2 separate regions of the Hordeum vulgare genome follow, and region 2 is linked to region 1. The links are chromatin contacts, called in public HiChIP or PLAC-seq maps. All regions are on one chromosome and are shown on one strand. Each heading gives the region's core, a stretch centred on a gene start, on an enhancer-like site or on the middle of the called end of the contact. The rest is flanking DNA. Distances are from core to core; before and after follow the strand shown.

Region 1 (7,564 bases), core at 3,206-5,705:
CATGTTTTACGTGGTGACCATGGGTATCTAGTAGGATCGCATCTTACTTACGCAAACACCACAACGGAGATATATGAATTGCTATTTAACCTTATCCAAGGACCTCCTCGGTCAAATCCGATTCAAGTAAAGTTGGAGAAACCGTCACTTGCCAGTCATCTTTGAGCAACGGAGTTACTCGTAGCAATGAAACCAGTCTCTCGTAAGCGTACGAGTAATGTCGGTCCAAGCCGCTTCAATCCAACAATACCGCGGAATCAAGAAAAGACTAAGGAGGGCAGCAAGACGCACATCACCGCCCACAAATTTTTTTGTGTTCTACTCGAGATTACATCTACGCATGAACCTAGCTCATGATGCCACTGTTGCGGAACATCGCATGGGAAACAAAAATTTTCCTACGCGCACGAAGACCTATCATGGTGATGTCCATCTACGAGAGGGGATTTCCGATCTACGTACCCTTGTAGATCGCATAGCAGAAGCGCTAGTGAACGCGGTTGATGTAGTGGAACGTCCTCACGTCCCTCGATCCGCCCCGCGAACCGTCCCACGAACCATCCCGCGATCCGTCCCACGATCTAGTGCCGAACGGACGGCACCTCCGCGTTTGGCACACGTACAACTCGACTATGATCTCGGCCTTCTTGATCCAGCAAGAGAGACGAAGAGGTAGATGAATTCTCCGGCAGCGTGACGGCGCTCCGGAGGTTGGTGGTGATCTAATCTCAGCAGGGCTCCGCCCGAGCTCCGCAGAAACGCGATCTAGAGGTAAAACCGTGGAGGTATGCGGTCGGGCTGCCGTGGCAAAAGTTGTCTCAAATCAGACCTAATAACTCCATATATATAGGAGGAGGGGAGGGGAGGCTTGCCTTGAGGCTCAAGGAGCCCCAAGGGCTGCGCCACCAAGGGAGGAGGAGTCCTCCTCCAATCCTAGTCCAACTAGGATTGGAAGGTGGAGTCCTTCTCTCCCTTCCCACCTCCTTTTTTTTTTCTTTTCTCTTTGATTTTCTATCTATGGCGCATAGGGCCTTCTTGGGCTGTCCCACCAGCCCACCAAGGGCTGGTGCGCCACCCCCAAGGCCTATGGGCTTCCCCGGGGTGGGCTCCCCCCCGGTGAACACCCGGAACCCATTCGTCATTCTCGGTAACTCCGAAAACCTTCTGGTAATCAAATGAGGTCATCCTATATATCAATCTTCGTTTCCGGACCATTCCGGAAACCCTCGTGACATCCGTGATCTCATCCGGGACTCCGAACAACATTCGGTAACCAACCATATAACTCAAATACGCATAAAACAACGTCGAACCTTAAGTGTGCAGACCCCGCGGGTTCGAGAACTATGTAGACATGACCCGAGTGACTCCTCGGTCAATATCCAATAGCGGGACCTGGATGCCCATATTGGATCCCACATATTCTACGAAGATCTTCTCAGTGCCAGGGATTCATACAATCCCGTATGTCATTCCCTTTGTCCTTCGGTATGTTACTTGCCCGAGATTCGATCATCAGTATCCGCATACCTATTTCAATCTCGTTTACCGGCAAGTCTCTTTACTAGTTCCGTAATACAAGATCCCGCAACTTACAATAAGTTACATTGCTTGCAAGGCTTGTGTGTGATGTTGTATTACCGAGTGGGCCCCAAGACACCTCTCCGTCACACGGAGTGACAAATCCCAGTCTCGATCCATACTAACTCAACGAACACCTTCGGAGATACTTGTAGAGCATCTTTATAGTCACCTAGTTACGTTGCGACGTTTGATACACACAAAGCAATCCTCCGGTGTTAGTGAGTTATATGATCTCATGGTCATAGGAACAAATACTTGACACGCAGAAAACTGTAGCGACAAAATGACACGATCAACATCCTACGTCTATTAGTTTGGGTCTAGTCCATCACGTGATTCTCCTAATGACGTGATCCAATTATCAAGCAACAACACCTTGTACATAGTCAGAAGACCCTGACTATCTTTGATCAACTGGCTAGCCAACTAGAGGCTTGCTAGGGACAGTGTTTTGTCTATGTATCCACACATGTATATATAAGTCTTCATTCAATACAATTGTAGCACGGATAATAAACGATTATCTTGATACAAGAATTATAATAATAGCTATATTTATTATTGCCTCTAGGGCATAATTCCAACACCGCCTTTCTTTTGGGTAGGCCAGGAAATAAAGAGCGTTGTTGCGGAATAAAACACGTGTGAACCGCATTAGAGCAACTCCAACTGTGCGACTCAAACGGACGCACGCTTTGTCTGTTTGGGTTGGCTCATCCGATCTCTTTTGTGAATGGGTCGGCCGTGCGCCCAACGCGCCGACCCATTTTTCGTTTGTGGCAGGCTTGCGGTCATTTTCGATCGCAGTGATAAATATTAGAAATGTTCAATACAAAACATTGCATAATTCAATAATTACAAAATATCTCATAGTCGATACATTTAAAAGAAATGGTTGCTGATACATCTACTAGTTGCCGACATGAATCCACATATGCTCAACCAAATCATTTTGCAGTTGCATGTGAGTATTTCAAACACACATTTTATGATGAAACTCGACGAACTCTGCAAGCGTTGCCTCTCCTCCATGCTCAGGCACAACATTTTCACCCTGAAACTCAAACCCTTGGCCATAGAGGCGTTCTGGGCGTTCATCCTCTACGATCATGTTGTGCATGATCACACAAGTTGTCATCACCACTCGCATTTTTCGCATGACTCATGTTCTAGCAGGATATCGAACGATGCCCCATCGAGACTGAAGAACGCCAAAGGCATGCTCTACATCTTTTCTAACACCCTCTTGCTCTTGAGCAAATCTCTTTCTCTTCTCTCCTAGAGGATTGGAGATTGTTTTCACAAGAGTAGACCATCGTGGATAGATACTGTCAGCTAGATAGTATCCATTGGTGTGTTTGTGGCCATTGATCTTAACACTGACCTCCGGGCAATTGCTTTCTTCCATCCTAGCGAACACCAAAAAGTGCTGGAGCACATTGATATCATTGTGAGATCCGATCATGCCGAAGAAAGCGTACCAAATCCAGAGATCTTGGGAAGCCACGACCTCAAGTATGACAATGCAAGATCGGACATGACCCTTATACTTCCCTTGCCAAGCAGAAGGGCAATTTTTCCACTTCCAATGCATACAATGTATGCTACCAAGCATCCCGGGGAACCCCTACTGGCATCCATCGACAACAACCGTGCTCTATCGACAAGAGTTGGCTCTCTCAAGTACTCCGGCCCAAACACAGCTATGACAACCTTGGAGAGTCTATACATGGACTCAAGGCAGGTGGACTCACTCATCCGGACATAGTCATCAATGAGATCGCAGGGGACATCATATGCAAGCATCCGAATGGTAGCAGTGCATTTGTGATAAGAGGAGAAGCCAACCTTTCCAACGACATCCATCTTGCACTCGAAATAGTTATCGTACTTAACCACCCCCTCTCGAATACGATTGAAAACATGTCTAGCCATCCGAAAACGGCGACGGAACAAGTGATATTTGAAGAGCGGATTGGGGGTCTCGAAGTAGTCTTTCCAGAGTAGGAAATGACCACTCTCCCGGTTGCATTCAATGCCGACGTGTGTCCCGACATGGAGCCCTTAAACTGTGTTCGCTCCATACTTACGTGGTCATGGACGACCAACGCACCCGCCGCCATCTCCTCATCACCACATAAGAATCATTCGAGTCCAAAAGAACATTGTAGAAAAAACACTCATCATCGGAGTCCATTTGTACCTTGGAGAAAGCATCGAACACCTTACGGGCGTTGTGGAAGACACCGACCGGAGAGGAGCCTCTCACCGAGAGAAAGTGATGGAGCTTGGTGGCGGCTGCAGGAGACAAGGCTGCTGGAAGGAGTCCGCGGTGCGGATGGCTGGCACTGACGACGAAAACGGGCGACGGGGGTGGAAGGCGGGAGGCGGGCAGGGGCGGTCGGGTGTTTTGGAGGCGAAGGAGGAAGAGGCAACTGACGTACGTGTCACTGACTCACGGACGAGGGTAAGAAAAGGGCACGGGATGAACGTATCCACGAAGACGTAAATGCTACCATAATTTAAACCCAAAATGAATCACAAACGAATAAAAAAAGACACGAGTCCATTTGAATCAACGCGTTGGGTCGATTTTTGTATTCGTTATTAACAAAACGAATACCGGCGGACGTTTGCTGGTTGGAGATGCCCTTACCCATCCGGGGTTGCGCCTGCACCGCCGTACGAGCGGCAGAGTATCCCATAGCGTGTGGCTGGCGGGGCCCGTGGCCTCCGGGTCGGTCGGGCGAGACCGCTGGACCCCCACGCGGCAGGCGGCACACGAGGCAAGGACGCGCGGGGCGAGCCGAGGAAAAGGCGGGGGCAAGACACAAACCGCGCGTCGTGAGGCGCGGGGTACGACAACCCCCACATCGCCCGGGAGAATCCAAACCGAATCACGCTAAACTAAACTAAAGCTGAGCTACGGCAAGAACCCTAATCCTCTGCTGCAATCTCGCACTCCCACTCCGCCCCCAACGGCAAGGAACACTAACCACCACCACCACCACCACCACCCATCCAGTGGTTGCATCAACAAAAGCACCGACGAACGCTACAAGGCAGTAGTCCTAGTATTAGTATACTAATACTACGACAGACAGAGAGAGGACCCCCGAGCGTCGGCGATTCGAGCTGCCCGGGCGGGGAGGAAGGAGGAAAGGGAGCGAGGCAACGCCGGCCGGCCGGCGGCGACCACCATTGATGCGGTGCGGGTGAGTGCGCGCCTCGGATTCCCGCTCGCTGCATTTATTTTAGTTGCGGGAAAGAGCCGCTTTGGATTCTTGCCGCGGCTGCGAGCATTTATTTCTTGCCCCGATGCAATGCACATCACTTGGGGTTTCACTCCTCCTCCTTCACTTGGGAACTGGAAAGTACTCGTACTATAGTATAGGACCATGACATCTCACATGGCCAAAGCTGCAGGAGGCGGTGCTGGTGGTGGTGGTGGCCAAGCTGTTGCAGCAGTGCCGACGCCCATGGCCACCTCCCCTCCCGCTCCTTTTTTCCCCACTCCGCTTTTCGGCTCGTCTTCTCTCGTTCCGATCTGCGTCCGTATGTGCGACTGCGTGAGCTGATGCTTCTCGCATTCCGTTCCTAGCACACGGCACACCCATCCAGTATCCTAGGGAGGGAGGGAGGGAGAGAGAGAGAGAGAGAGAGAGAGTGCTGTGTTCACGGAGTTCTTGCAGTCGGTGCGGCGGTATTCCTCCGTGTAATGGTTAAATACTACTGGTACAGTAGTATTAACGCAGCCCATTCCCTCTTGCTCCCTTATTCTCTGGGCCGCCACTCGTCGTTCTTGGTTTCCGCCATGAAATCTCTCTAGCCGCTCTGCTGCTCTTTCTTCTTTCCCCGCTTCCCCGGGGCTGGTTTTTGCCGGTTTCTCTTCCAGTTAGGCCTCGATTTGGGGTTTTCAGCATATTTGCTCGGGGCTTAGGTTTAGGTTTAAGTGATTGGCGAGGAGGAATTGGGGATTCAGGGATTGTGCCTCTTGTTCTTTCCCCAAGGATTTTTATTCCCTTGGGTTACCCGGAGAAAAAAAAACCATACTTATTCCTGGTGTATTTCTATTCTATTTGGGGAGTTGAGACTTGAGAGCAGTCGGTGGCTACAACTTTTGGAGTGACGCATTGCAACTCTTTTGCTACTATTTTGCTCGCACCTTTTCCTGATGTTAAGGCAGAAGCACTCTCTTTTTAGTTGGAATTTCTGGATAGGCCATAGTTGGTACTTTGTGTTGGTCAATATTGGTCTTTTGACTCTTGAGCTTTGTCAAAAAACAAATTTCACGGGTTGCTGGGTCTTTTTCTGAATCCAGCCTAGTTCCTGCTTGGTTTCAGTCGTTGCAAAGTTAGTTCGTGTCAATCGTGACTACAGTTCCTGGTTGGTGTCATCAACTGGGAGTTGCATCTTTTTCTACATGTCTGTCGGTATCATTAACGAGTGATAACTGATACGGAGTACTAATTATTTTCTACTGTCTGCTGTTTGATACAGATTAGTCATCTTCCGCTCAGCACTGCATGAGGAGATCTCTCTGCGTCACTTCATGTGCCAATGTTGACTGATCAAACATGCATATGCTGGTGGTAGCTGAGAAAGGAGAACCACCTTTTTCATCTTTCGGATAGTTGATGGTTATGGACCGCACGGGTTGGCTCTGGAGGCGCAAGTCTTCGGATAATAGTCTTGGGGCAAGCGACAGCTCTGTGCCCCTGTCATCGCATTCTCAGTGCTGCTCCGGCGATCAGGTTCTATCCACATGCCTTCATTTTGTATCCTAGAAATCTTTTTTACCTCAGCAGGATGTAGCACATTCTTCGGTTTTGTTTAATGTGGCTCTTTTCCGAGGTTTGGGCAATGAATTCTACTAGGAAAGAAGTTCTAAACTTTACGTTGTAAATAAAGAATTTATAAGCTTGCTGCCTTGGACAGATTGATAAAGCATACAAACTCATAGTTTGATCTGATTTAAGTAGGACAGGTGTTAAGATGCTAATGTTTGTTGAGCGGTACATTGTCATTGCCCATCTGTGGGAAATCTTGTGATAGAGAAAGGCCAACAGCTTTCAACCTATCAAGTGTAAGATTAGTTCCAGTTTTGTAAGATTTACTTGTTGAGCTCCAACTATGGTACTTCCAATCAAGGCTCTATGTCTAGCCATAAGAGCATTGTAGCAATTTCTGAATGTTCACCAATACTGGTAAAGTATGTTCTTGATTTTCGATGAGACAAGTGTAGTTCCCAATAGTTCAATATCAGCAGTACCTTGCAAAGGAACGTAAACGTTTAGGTGATACTTCCCTAGTTTTCAGACCTCTCAGCAAATACAGGCCATAGGCTACTCTGAATTATTGGCAAACAAATGCAATAGAAAGCCTGAAGAACATAGGACGTTTGTTTTCTAGAAATATGGTTTCAGATAGATGGTTAAAGAAAATGGCTCTGGTAACTACCAGAAAGACTTGATTGATGATGTGAATACAGTATGCATACGATTTTGAAGTACATAGATCAGGTCTTCTCTAGATTTTATCATCTAGTTCATTAATTCAAACAAACTTGAGTTCTGTTGATGCTCATTAAGTTACTAAAACTTGGTACTAGGTACTGCTTTTGAAATTTATACTTCACTTCTGTTTTTTCAAAGGTATTACGTTCTGCAGTAGTCCATGTGCATGTTTTCTCCCGCCTTTGGTGAATAATTGACTTCCTAAAATTCGTGCAGTCAAACTATTCTAACTCTGACTACTACTAGTAGATACAAATATATTTGGATTGGTAAGGTGAAAATATTACTCCCTCCGTCACGGTTTAGAAGGCACAGTTGAACTTGCGTGCGTTTTCAAAATAGACAAGGTTTAAGGCGCGAAAGCAATTACTCCTATTAATTAGTACTAGTACTACTCATGCATGCGTCCTCCCAATTTGCTGCTCACACATTAGTACTAGTATTTTCTCAGTTGATTAGGCGCA
Region 2 (7,564 bases), core at 2,227-4,726, 560 kb after region 1:
ACTACCACTCTCCTCTCCCTCGTTCGGTCCACCCTCACATCGTCACCACGACTCATACTGATCCCGAAATCGAGTGGGTTGTCGGGCCTCTGGCAATGCTTTATGGTTGTTTTCCTTGCCCTCATCCCGTGCAGATGTCTTGTGCCTGTGGCCAGGTGTTTCTTTTGCACAGATGTAAATAACTCACTGCTATTGCCATCGTGTTTTTGTGAGATCTTTGTTGTCGCTTGTTGAATCATGAGTGGGTACGCATATAAATTGGTGAGATTAGGCGTAAATAAGCGATGTGGGATAAATATTTAGCCGAACGAGCACGGAAAAAATTATATGTTTTATCGACATGATGGTGCAGATGCGTGTAAGACCCAGATCATCAATGATACTTAATTATGATGTATGGGTTGCTAAACAAATTACGATGTACGGACAGAAGTGATACGACTTTTATTAGTATAGGTAATACTAGTAAAAATGCCCGTGCGTTGCACCGGGTTAGATTGTCTATTTTTACACCATGAATTTTGTATTTTGTATATAAAATAGCTATACTTGTGCAAACATAGATATACTAATGACTGGAAGGTATTATTGTACCTACCGCACCACGAAAGTTTGATCAATTACCGCTTCAATAGATAATCTGTAATAAGAATCACGCAACCTTGGCACACCATTCAGAAATTCAAATGTTGTAAAGTTCCATAATATACTACTCCCTCCGTTGCACATTGTAGTGTGTATAAGACTTTTTGAAAAGCCAAATTTTACACATTTTGATAAAGTTTGTAGAGAAAAACATATATACATCCAGAATACAAAATAAATGTCATTACATACATCATAAGGTTTACTCTCATATTGTATATATTTGGCATTGTAGGTAATAAATAACTTTCTCTAGAAACTTGATCAAAGTTTGTAACGTTTGACTATCTTGAAAATATATATGCACTACACTATGGAACGGAGGGAGTAGTATATTTGCTTGAACAATAATAACCCAATCCTCAGGTGTACAGTTCACAACAATGTTTTGTCTTCTCACATCCTTGGTTCCTTTACATTTGTGTCGTTATTCATCCGAGACCTGATAAAATTAGTTGTACATTTCTTGGTAACAGGAATCAGATAGCATACAAATCAGCTGTCCTTACCTTCTGTGAACAACCCATGATGGCAAGTAGATTCAGTTTGTCAGGCCAAATAATCAATCTGAAATCTATATGGGACAAATGGTGCATCAAATCAATTTTATTCATATATCTGAATCTCACTGGCAAGTAGATTCAGTTTGTCAGGCCAAATAATCAATCTGAAATCTATATGGGACAAATGGTGCATCAAATCAATTTTATTCATATATCTGAATCTCACGATCTGAGCCATCTAAACAAGGTGAGCCTGCCAACACGCAATCGATGGTCGTCGTTAGTGCGATCGACCTGTCGAACCCGCCAGTACCTTAGTGAGCGCGTGAGCGGCTATCCCGATGGGGCAGAAGAGCAGGCACAGGGAAACCGAATGCCTGGTCTCAATGTTGTTCTTGATGCCATTATGGTACACCTGTCTGCACCACCAGCAAGGAAAGACACAAACATGAGCATCAAGCTCCTTACAATCACATACACGTGAAAGCGAACAAAAAATTTGGCCAACTGACCTTGCAACGAAGAGGTCGACGGCAAGGAGGTGGATCCAGGCGGAGGCGACGGTCATCTCGCTCGCAAACATCCTCACAATGTCAGGCAACTACACGCGAGATGGAGGAACAAAACATGTTACACATTTTGCCACGGCACAAGAACATTCAGACACTGCACAATGCTAGTACTGGATTTTAGTATTGCTGCAAGTATTGGACATTCAGAGATCGTGAGGGGTGGTGACCTCCGAGAGCCAGTACTTGCTGGCGAACATGGCGCGGATGGTGTCGGATGTCCAGGAGAGGTGGAGCAGGTAGGCGTAGAGGATGCCGAGGGCCACGTAGGGGGCGGTGCTCTCCACTGTGCGCTTAGTCTGCGGCAGTAGCAGGAAGAAGAAGACATGAGTCCGGCCGCTGCGTATAGTGGGTGAATACTCACTGAATGTTGCGGAAGCAATGGTGGGCTTACGATGTTGGCGTTGGGGGCAGCGATCATGAGCGTGTAGAAGGGGAGCACGGCGACGGTGCCCAGGGTGAAGGCGGAGCTGGCGATCTGGGACGTCGACAACCCTGCCAAAAGCAAGAGTCTAGTCAATCCAACCATGGTGGTCGCGACCGCCCGCTCGACCGGCTACTGCTGTAATTGTCAACCCTTGGTGAAAGAAAAGTGGGGGGAGAAGTGTGGCGCGGGTGCGTACATGCGCGAGGCCGGAGTAGAGGCGCCTTGCACCGGGCGGCGCCCGGTCGAGGAGGGGCCGCGGCGAGCTCCGCCTGGAGAGGGAGCGGCGCGCCCTAGGAGCACGCGCGAAGCTGGCCGGAGGAGACGGCGGCCATGCGCGGCGCCGTCGTCCGCCTGACAGCCAGCAGCGCCCCCGACTTTCCCCCTCGCCGCGCCGCCCGTTCCCCGGCCAGAAACGCCGAGCCGAAGCCCCGCACCCAGCCGTCGCGCCGCCCATCGCCAGCTGCGTCGCGCGCCGCCGTCGATTGGATCTGGCGAGCGCGCCGTCTGCTGCCGCCACGCCTCGGAAAACGTAGGGTCTTATTCATAAAAATGAAAGTTTTCCTCACTTAAGAAAGGACTGCGGGTTGATTAACTGAAAACGAAGGGACCGTTTTGCAAAAATGCCACTACGGACGACCAGAAACCGTATTTGCTTTGTTATTAGGGAGAGATAAGGATAGGAAAGGAAAAAGATTAAAAATGAAAAAAGGAAGAACTTGGGCTCAAACCCGCGTCTATGTGATAGAATGTTCAGGCTCCAGCCACTGCGGCACCAAGGGCTTACTTCAGAATATCGCTTCTAAGGTTTCATAGATCATCATCACGATTTTTGTACAGAAACGAACAATTTTTCCTTACTTACCGTGGCATGGGCGGTAATTATTATCAATTTCGGGGGTAAATATTATGACGGAGGACAGAAACACTATTTGCTTTATTAGTAGGTATAGAAGATAACAAACGTAACAACACAATGTATATTCACAAACTAATTTACGAATCTTGACGCCGATGAATGACCCACGATTCACAAACTTCACCCTGCCTGTCATCTTCGAGAGACGACCAGTAGTAGATGAGTAGAGCACGACCCATCGGTACGCGAAAGGCTGGGACGACATCAACCACGCAAGGCTCGTTCCACGTGGCCCACGAGCAGTGAGACACCAATTCTACAATCTGCACCCAGAGGCAGACAAGGGCATCGGTGCCCCTCCTGACCGGGCAACCACGGGTCCACGGCTCCTACATCCAGAGGGGCAAAACCGTCCAGCAAAAAGCATTCCGCCCCACCCCCACCCCCGTCTTCTTCTTCCCCCTAATCTCCAACTCCAACGCCCTCCTCAGATCAGATCGTGGAAGCCCAGACCAAATCCCAAAGCGACAAAAGGAAAGCTCGAGCTCTCCCTTGGGTGGACGAGCGAGCAGACCGCCGATCGCAGCAGCAGCAGCAGGAGGAAGATGTCGTCGGTGTTCAGCGGCGATGAGACCGCCCCCTTCTTCGGCTTTCTCGGCGCCGCCGCGGCGCTCGTCTTCTCATGTACGCCCTCTCCCATCGCTCGTAAACTTGCCAGCCTTTGTGTAGCTTACATAGTAGTTGGGGGAACAAGGTTGGAGCTCTGATCCGCCCGGATCGGCCCAGCGTTGTCCCTTCTAGCGCGCCGGTCGTTCGATTCCGTAGATTCGATTTGTTTAGCAGACGAGACGTATCGCGCGCTTTGGTTCTGGGTTAGTTTAGTCCCTGCGATCGTTGACGAGAGATCTCTCTGTGTCCCTGGCTTGCAGGCATGGGGGCGGCCTACGGGACGGCCAAGAGCGGCGTCGGCGTGGCGTCCATGGGAGTCATGCGCCCGGAGCTCGTCATGAAGTCCATCGTGCCCGTTGTCATGGCTGGAGTGCTCGGTATCTACGGGCTTATCATCGCCGTCATCATCAGTACCGGGATCAACCCCAAGGCCAAGCCCTACTATCTCTTCGATGGCTATGCCCACCTCTCGTCCGGGCTCGCCTGTGGCCTTGCTGGCCTTGCTGCTGGCATGGCCATTGGCATTGTTGGTGATGCTGGAGTCAGGTAAAGCACAATTTATCATCTCTTATTGTGTTGTGCGCACTGATTTTGCTGGTATGTTGGTTAGTTGATACTACGTAGTTAATTTGCATTGTTAATGCACATGCCTCACGCCTGTGTCTACATAGTTGTATCTAGCAGGCGCATGTGTTGCATTTGAAGGGATGCATTTAGGTGGATGGTTCTGACCCAATTCCATAGACCTGATTCTGTTTGAGATTTGCATCTCCGTAGACTCCCTGTTCAAGTTTCATTTATTTGGTTGTCTCAATATACTCCAATATAGCCTTAATAACTGAAGTAAATTTCAGTTACAGCACGGATCTTTCTCTACATAAATCCACTTATGTTGTTTATGACCCAGACTAACGATTCATTTATAAGAAACCTGAGGATGAACATATGCATGATATGCTTGTTGTACCGATTATCTTTGGAAACAATCTTGAGTTATAGAAAAATCACTGACTATTTCTTCCCACACATACGTACTATAGATGATGAGCCTTTGTTATGTCAAATTACTTCTTTCACCATGAATTTTGTGTAAGTTGGTCTATTTGTGGTAGATCTGCTTTGATATATACTGCTCTTTGAACTGTATACTTTGCATTTGTTCTGGTCTTTGTAGTTTACTAGTTAGTGTGATGTCCTATATGTTTAGTTAGTATGATTCTCTCTGTTAAGTTTTGGCAATATGTATGCGTACTGCTATCTTAGATGAAACTCCCAAACTTGGAACTAGCTAAGCAGATGCTAATTCCTTGTTAAGGCTTTAGTATTTGTCTATGTTATTAGCTGGCTCTTTGCTTTCTATTGGTTTGTTGCTTCCTGGGTAAGACCTGATAATTGCTGCGCACAAGATTATGTAATTTAATTCTTTTTTCCTTCTACTGTTCATTTGGCATGACTGCCTTACATCGGAGGATCAATTGAATCTTGCCTAAATTGTACCCTGTGCTGATCAAACATCATTGTCTGCAGGGCGAATGCTCAGCAGCCCAAGCTGTTTGTTGGCATGATCCTCATCCTCATCTTTGCAGAGGCGCTCGCTCTCTACGGTCTCATTGTCGGTATCATCCTGTCATCCCGAGCTGGCCAGTCTCGTGCCGATTAGGCATGTTCTACACACGCGGCCCTGTGTGCCCTCTTGTTTTATATTATTCAGACAGCAAACTGAGCTCTAGAGGTTATCATGTCTAGTTTTCGTTCTTCTGTTTGGTGGAGAAAAAAACATCTGTAGCCAAGGGAGGTTTGCCCTTGATGTACCATTCTTTTTCCGTCAGGATGCTGGGTGGGGGTTGATGCTTATTTATGCAGAGTTATTTGCCTGTTGGGTCTGGCTGGACGGTGTAATCTGGTGAATAAGCGAGAAATTGCAATGCAATTGAGTTTTGTCCATTCATCCCCCAATGTCCTTTCTTGCGAATTATGCTTTTCGCAAAGGGAAAGCATACAGGTTTGAAACTAGAATGAGACCCTTTGGTTCAAAAAGGATCAGTTTGATTTATATAGGACTAAATTTTGTAGGAATTTTTGATAGACTTGTTTTTACACTATGCTACCTAGGAACCACTCAAACCTCTTGGGGAAAAAAAATCCTTTGTTTTCCTATTGATACCCCGCCAAAGTTGCCCATCCCCACGACTAGACGGAATGGTATGGTGTAATTCCTGATTTTTTTTATCAAACTTGATCAGGTGTTGTACTTGTGTGAAAAGTTTTGAGAATTAATCTTGGATGAAAAAACAAAATTGACACTATATAAAAGTTACTATTCATGCTTTTATACTCACAATTTGTTTTTCAAGCCCTGGAGTGGGTCAAAGCTTTTCACACGAATGTAATACCTGATCATGTTTGATTCAGAAAAGAAAAGCTTCGGGAACATTTTGGCTCTTTTTGAAATTTCCAATTTATTAGTTGCATTTGAGGTCCACTTGGATCCGACAGGCCGAGACCCATGGGGTAACATGTAAGTGGTTTTTTTTGTTAGCCTTAACAACCGTGTGCATTTATGTAATCCTATTTTTGCTACTTGGCGCTTTGATTTGTGAGATGATCATAACAGAGAGAGTAATTTAGGGTAGTAACATGTATCTAAAACAAGAATTTTGGGATGGAGTGAGTATCCGAAAATACTTTAATTGAAATGGATGTATCTAGGTGTATTTTAGTTTTAGATACATCTACTTTTATCAATTTATGCGATGAGTAATCCTGGACGGAGGGAGTATTAATCTATTGTATATTGTACTACTCTTTCACAATGGATAATGTTTTATGTGTGATAACATAAATATCTTTATTTATTATTTCATAGTCATTTTTCATTGCAGGGCGCTATGTGATGGTAATATATTATATTATCTTGTTTCTTTTTTTAATTACTTCTTACATAAAAAAAATACTTAGGTCATGTTTGGGTTCACGTTTTCCCATCAAATACACTTGTGTAGAAAATACGGACCTCAATCGACCATTTAGTTTTCGGACGGAATCCTTCACAGCTCGGTAACTTACATCTGTAAATGCCAAGCGCGGCCTTATGTGATATGCATGTCACTGGCTACATTACTGTCATTATATGACTATAGTCTGATGGAGCTACATGCAACTTAACGCGGCGTAATTATTGGAAAAACCAAATTAGAGCCTCAAATTAATGAAAGTTATGTTCTTTAGCCCTTCAAACTTGCATATCTTCATGTTCGACCCTTCTATATTCTACGCTAGGGCATTGCTCCCTAGGCATGGGGTAATTACTGAATAAAACCAATTTTAGAGGCTCAGATTAATGAAATTGCTCCCTAGCATGGTGTAATTACTGAATAAAACCAATTTTAGAGGCTCAGATTAATGAAAGTTACGTTCCCCTCCAAACAAACATGCATATCTTCATGTCCGACCCTTCTATGTTACTTCTTCCGTTACTAAATATAAGTCTTTTTAGAGGTTCACTGCAAAATTATATATGGATATATAGGCACACTTTACTTCCGCACGTAGTCCTTTAGTGAAATCTCTAAATAACTTATATTTGAAAACGGAGGGAGTATATGCTAAATTGTTCACTGCAACAATATATTTGGTGTGCAGCATCTTAGGTGATACAGTGCTCCGATTGATCATGTTGGAATGGACATGATGAATGCACGCGTAATGGGCAGCTCTTCCACGGTAAAATGAGCAAAACACATCCCAGATCATGTCTTAGACTAGTAACATAGCTAGTAGTATAGATTTACATAAGTAAAAAAATGATGTGATAAGTAATTAATAAAGAGAGAGGTAAATAGAGTAAGATAATATGTTATCATGAAAGCGCTTTTCAATGCAAAATGACTTGACA

What was found. HiChIP or PLAC-seq counts read pairs in DNA pulled down with a chosen protein or histone mark.
Region 2: a contact with region 1 is called in an H3K4me3 HiChIP or PLAC-seq map of embryo, with 8 times the contacts expected there. The contact joins the promoter of LOC123395270 here to the promoter of LOC123451784 in region 1. A contact is called at or near these places in 2 of 6 Hi-C or Micro-C datasets (leaf and seedling) and 1 of 1 datasets of contacts at active chromatin or transcription factors (embryo).

The regions. Positions count from the first base shown.
Region 1 is chr5H:232,149,669-232,157,232 of MorexV3_pseudomolecules_assembly, forward strand. LOC123451784 (filament-like plant protein 2) reads left to right here and starts at 4,456. Exons shown (of 5, transcript XM_045128321.1): 1 at 4,456-4,799; 2 at 6,085-6,338. The coding sequence starts at 6,222.
Region 2 is chr5H:232,713,224-232,720,787 of MorexV3_pseudomolecules_assembly, forward strand. LOC123395270 (V-type proton ATPase 16 kDa proteolipid subunit-like) reads left to right here and starts at 3,477. Exons shown (of 3, transcript XM_045090234.1): 1 at 3,477-3,684; 2 at 3,930-4,215; 3 at 5,197-5,617. The coding sequence starts at 3,606. The coding sequence ends at 5,329. LOC123396539 (protein MAO HUZI 4, chloroplastic-like) reads right to left here and starts at 3,014. Exons shown (of 7, transcript XM_045091451.1): 1 at 3,007-3,014; 2 at 2,501-2,663; 3 at 2,341-2,434; 4 at 2,112-2,212; 5 at 1,888-2,016; 6 at 1,661-1,749; 7 at 1,337-1,567. The coding sequence starts at 3,014. The coding sequence ends at 1,429.